Regions from separate parts of the Mus musculus genome. Here region 2 is linked to region 1. The links are chromatin contacts, called in public Hi-C maps. All regions are on one chromosome and are shown on one strand. The core of a region is the stretch at or near the end of the contact, and the rest is flanking DNA. Distances in the headings are between cores, read along the strand shown.

Region 1 (2,700 bases), core at 17-2,516:
CTTGCCTTTTTCTCCCTTTTCTTCAAGGCTGAGTATATAAACTGCTTGGCCACTACTCTCCTTCTTAGGCCAGAGCTTCACACTGTGAGATGAGCTTAGAAAAAAAAATGGGCTCAGTTGCCTGAGATTAAAGTTAATAAATACAAAACAACAAAAAGCCCCAAGAAGATATATTCAAACAAGAAAAATAATTTTGCTGTGATAATTCAATAAAATCCCTTTATAACTTTTGGCATAAGATATATCAGGCTTTTTTTTTTTTTTTTTGTCCAACTTCTATTGCCACTACATGACATTTTTCAAGTGATCTCATATAATTAAGACATACGTCATGACCTCAGAAAGCTAATTAAGATGGTGATTTGATTTCTTTATGACAAGTTTCAAACTTTAAAATTTGAACACAGTGTCCATACATTAAATTACTTTAGCAGAACTTTACTCTGTTGAAGAGGCTAATCATGATAGGAAGAAGCTAAAAATATAACCTTGTAATGATTGTGGTTGAGGCCTTTTTGAATATGGGATTTTTTTTTTCTTACGTATCAGACAGTATCCTTGTAGGAAAAATTAGGATGTGTTCAGACATCAGTCAAATTTCTATTTCTTTGCAATTATTTTCCAACGTTGATTGCAAGAGAAAATGCGTAATACCCCTCATTGAACTCTTACGGGGTTTTGAGGGGCTACGGAAAACGTTCCCAATATTTTGAAATGTCTTCCAAGAACCCTGTGCTGAACCATACACATCGCCTTCTCTGTGCGCAGACGGGATGAACCAATGCCCCGCCTGCTCCGTGCTTCAGCTGGTTGTTGGGTTTCAGTTCCCTGGGAAAAAAAAGGGGGGGGAGCTTCTTCGCTTTGCTTTTTCCTTTCTCTTGTTATTTATTGTTCCTCCTTTTTGCATCCACACATCCCTGAAGGTCCTCCACAGCATAGCCCTTTGTCTCATTCCTGCCAAAAGGGGAGCACCCTTGGGCACCCCCAAGTTATAAGAGGCAAACATGCACCCTGCCCTCCTTAACTGCTCCAGGGAGATCTTCTGTGGCTATAGGGATTATATGATGGGGGTGGGGGAAGGGCCAGTCAAGCGTTGCAAATGGAAATGAGATTCGATGTATGAGGTTTCATAGGGAAAGCCCTATTTCCTGTGATACCGTAGCACGTGGTGCTCTCTCTGTTAAGACTTCAGCGTAAGTTGAAAGAAGCACTCATGGTGACTCCTTGCCACAGGAGCTGGGCACACAGCCAGGGCTCTCTGCTCAGCGGCCTTAGGGTGAGCTAAGAGTCCCAGAACACGCCAGTCAGCATTTTTCATCCAAGGACAGGGGTGTCCTATTGAAATTAAAAGTACACGAGCTAGGGCCTACCAACCTCTGTGCGAGGAAGTTAATTAGTTTTCCCTCCCCGAAGCATGTTTTCATTCTTTACATGGCGTGCAGTTCCTTAGATAAATGCAATCATCCACAATCGGGAAAGCACATAGGTGAAGGTCTGCGAGGGCGGGCTTCCTCTTGGCTCTAAATACATAAAATCCGACAGATAATAATGTACAATGGTAATTTTAACCTACCTGGTCATGCCAAATTTGTCATTCAGAAATGCTCTCTTTTTTTTTTTTTATTTTTTTAAGCTGCTTACAGCTTATTTGAAAACGCTGTTTTGATTACCTAATTTATTGCCATTCCCTCGTTCACAATGTGGTAATTACACACAATTTGTAATGAGCTTATCTCAGCAAAGCACAGCCAGTGACAGGAGATGCGTTGTTTTCATGTAAGCCAACCGACTCTGGTCTTCTAATCAGCAGCAGAGGGAAGCAATATTGATAATTGAAACTTAGATCCAAAGTGGCTCTTAATTGAAACCTGCATTAATGACATGCTGGCATTAAAAAGATCTGCAGGTTAGCTGCAGCTTCCCCTGGCATTCTGAAGATTTTTTTTTTTTTGTCTCTTCAGTACCTTACTGAGATTGACTAATTAATTAATTAATTAATTAAGATTGGTCTTGGAGGCCTGGATGCAAAGACACACCTTCCCACAATGTGTTTTCCAAACTGTACAATATTAATTATAATTTTATTTCAGAACACAGAAATGTTGGCCTTGAACACAATCCAAGTTTATCACGTGGTAACTTAATGCTATTTTTCACCTTTTAACCCTAGTTCTTTGGCCATATAGAAAAATCTAGATAAGCTTATCAATTATATTATATAAGTAGCTGAAATTAGAATTATGTATCAAGATTTTGGTTATAGTATTCAAGGTAATGTTTTCAGGAGCCATAATGAGTGAAGTGAGTTAATCTTCTATTTAGTTTAATGTATGCCTAGGGTAGAGGTTTGGGGTTCTGGTTTACTGTAAAGTAGAAATTCTCTGTGCTCAAGAACACCAAGAACAGCACTAGAAAATTTTCCAAAGATGACCTCTCGCTGCTACCCAGATGTGAATAACAAAAAGAAGAGAACCATCTAAGAAACTAGAGGTATGGAAAGAAGATTCATTAACATAACAGCTCACTAAAAGTTCAGATCAAGAAATAAAGTGTCGGAAAGGCTTACATATCAACACACTGTCAGACCTTCATTCAGGAAACGCTCAAACGTCAAAACCAAAGAGTTTGATAGGACCCTGAAGGACCAGAGAGACTTTACATTGGTTTTGGAGGCGAGGACCATGGAGTGTGGTTGGAATA
Region 2 (2,700 bases), core at 42-2,541, 230 kb before region 1:
CCCAACATATTATCTATTCTTGCAGGCCCACCATCTTCAATAGCTCTGTAGGCACCCACTGGAGACAGATGGATCAGTTGCAAATCATTTTATATCTTTCTTGATTCCCAGATTCCCAACCATTCAGTATGCCACAGTATTGGTACTCAGGTGTAAGAAATAGAAGCTGCTCTGGTATCTTCAGAGGCTGATGTTAGAAAAGGGAGGAAAAAACCTTTATGTTGGTGATAAGGCATAGACAGAATCCTGGGAAGAGAACAGTCCTGTGCTTCTGCAGTGCTCTTGGAGGACTCAGTTTCCCATTCTCTACCTACTCTATGTGGCGTGCTCACTTTAAAGCAGAGGCATTTACTGTTTTGATTTACAAGGCTCATGCCATCTCTTCAGGTACAGAACACCTGAGGTGGCTTATTTCCTGGTTGTATAGACAGGGAACATGGACAGAGAGGAAACACTGCAATCATGATTCTCTTATAGATTACCGACAATGTGTCAACTTGCACAGGCTTGATCAGTTCTCTGAGTCCAAATTTCCTGTCCATGGCAAACTGACTCCATTACCTTCCAGAGGCCCATGCAACACTTGCCTGAGATAATGCCTACTCTATAACCAGTGCTCTTTCTCTCAGTCCACAAACAGCAGTTAGTATCATAGCATATTAGTGTAACCACAATAATTACTTTGTGTGATTGGCTTCCAAACCCAATATATTATCCTTCCTGGCAGGCTCATCATCTTTAATAGCTATGTAGAAACCCACAAAAGGCAGACAGATCAGTCCCAAAGCATTTTATAACTTTCTTGACTCTTACTAAAATATCACCATGAGTAGATATCTGGTGACTTAAAACTCCTACAACGCAAGCATGATTTGAAGAAATCTGACAATAAAATTAATAATAATAATAATAATAATAATAATAATAATAATAATTAGTTTGGTGGTACAAGGAAAGACCTCGGGTGAACCTTCAACAAGAGATATTTTAGGGTAGGACATACCAAATTATGAATTAGATTATTAGCTCAAAGCAACTCAGCTTTTTTCTTCTTCTTTTCCTCTCTCACCTGTTTTTGTTATATTACTTTAGAACATAAATGCAGATACAGATACACACACACACACACACACACACACACACACACACACACACACACACAGAGGCTGTTTTTAAGCAAAAGTGCTTTGTCATATGTGACTTCCCTTTTGTCTGTTAAAAGGGAACAGGCTCATTCCACTTGTCGGAAAAACAACCACAAATAGTGATCTTGGGAACCAGCCTTGCAGTCTCCTTTCCAGAACATCTGTTTTCACACCAATGAAATCAGAGGCTGAGACTCAGTCCTGAGATAGTATTAAGGGACTTGAATGTCCAAAACTCCACCCCATGGCACTTCCTTAGGATTTTACCCTCCCTCCCACCTTCCCTCCCCAGCTCTTGCAGCATATTGGTGGGAGGTGGATTATGAACTAAAAAGGCTTCTCTTTCTTTCATTTTGCCCACTAAAGGTGTCCCCCTTGTGGTAGCCAGGAAGGCTGGACAGACACTCTATCATATTGCAGGTCACACACCAATAACAAAGACCTTCAGCTTCCTGGTTTTTCCACCCTTTAACTGCTGTTGTTTCTAAAAGAAGTACTTTTATGTGAATGCTCATTCCTTTCTAAAAGTTAATGCTAAACTTAGCAGGAGATATGCAGTCAGCTGCCCTTAAACCTTTTAACCTCACTTGTCATTATTTTCTAAACTCTCTTTCCCTGGGACTAGCTGAATCTTTTTTTTTCCATAAAGGCCTATAGGAGATTAAGATGGTGTTATCTCTCCATTAACAATTTACTTATTGGACCTTGAAAAGGTGCTTGGGCATGAGCTAAGCTCTGGACAGCAGTGGGAAAACTGGTCTAGATCAGCAGATACTCCAAAAGGCTTCTTTCCTTGGTCGCCTCTCCCTGGAGTCCTAATAGACATCGCAGTAGTGAGAGTTGGGGGGTTTATTTACTTTTAAAGAAGCACCTGCAGATAGCTGCTGGTTCCCCTCTTTTGAGTCAAAACTAACCTGTTTCCTTCTGCTGTGTCTAAATTCCCACTTTTCTTCTCCAAAGCTATGGGAAAGTTAAGCTTCACAAAGCAGTCTGAAGGAAGCATTTTTTAAAAGGCAGCTCAGCATGGAGACAGATTGTTATAGAACAAAGTGAACTAGACTCAACTTAAGTGGAGAGCTGGAGAGAGGGGTAGGTTTTCTTCTGCTGTTCTCTATAAACAGTACAATGTCAAGGATACCTTGGGACAAACATGTGTAACCATCTACAATGTTTTAGTTCTCAGATATGAAAGGGTAAGTTCCAAGTGATAAGAAATGAATCTCTAATAGGATGGTGTCCAGAAAAGCCTTAATAAATGTTTGTTTATGTCATAGGTCATGAAACACTTGATAGCCCACAATGTTTCCTATGCAAAATGCATCTTAATTATATTATAGAAAAAACAGTGTAGATATTTAATAATACTAGGTCAAGTTGTAACAACTTCTTAATAAGGATTCACGCAACTGCTATTGAATTGGGTATGTTATATAAAATATATGAGAAGATATTAACACAGGATCTCATTTATGAGTCTTTGGGACATATTTTCCTGGCTCTTATCTATTTTAGATATTTTTCCCTACTCACCGATGCTAGCCTGAGTATCTATTGA

What was found. Hi-C and Micro-C count contacts between places; a contact is called where the count stands out from the background.
Region 2: a Hi-C map of bone marrow-derived macrophages shows a contact between it and region 1, with 2.2 times the contacts expected there. The contact joins two enhancer-like sites. A contact is called at or near these places in 4 of 484 Hi-C or Micro-C datasets (bone marrow-derived macrophages, conventional dendritic cells and macrophages) and 1 of 115 datasets of contacts at active chromatin or transcription factors (microglia).

Annotation. Positions count from the first base shown.
Region 1 is chr17:81,479,062-81,481,761 of GRCm38.p6, reverse strand. The region is part of intron 2 of Slc8a1 (solute carrier family 8 (sodium/calcium exchanger), member 1); the gene reads left to right. Among named protein-coding and RNA genes, the nearest start is that of Gm33944, 200 kb to the right of the region's middle. Within about 2 kb of position 1,266, at least 94 of the 459 cell types and tissues checked have an H3K27ac peak or open chromatin away from gene starts, as enhancers often do. A contact at or near this core is called in bone marrow-derived macrophages and microglia, where this site is marked.
Region 2 is chr17:81,711,177-81,713,876 of GRCm38.p6, reverse strand. The region is part of intron 1 of Slc8a1 (solute carrier family 8 (sodium/calcium exchanger), member 1); the gene reads left to right. Among named protein-coding and RNA genes, the nearest start is that of Slc8a1, 26 kb to the left of the region's middle. Within about 2 kb of position 1,291, at least 58 of the 459 cell types and tissues checked have an H3K27ac peak or open chromatin away from gene starts, as enhancers often do. A contact at or near this core is called in bone marrow-derived macrophages and microglia, where this site is marked.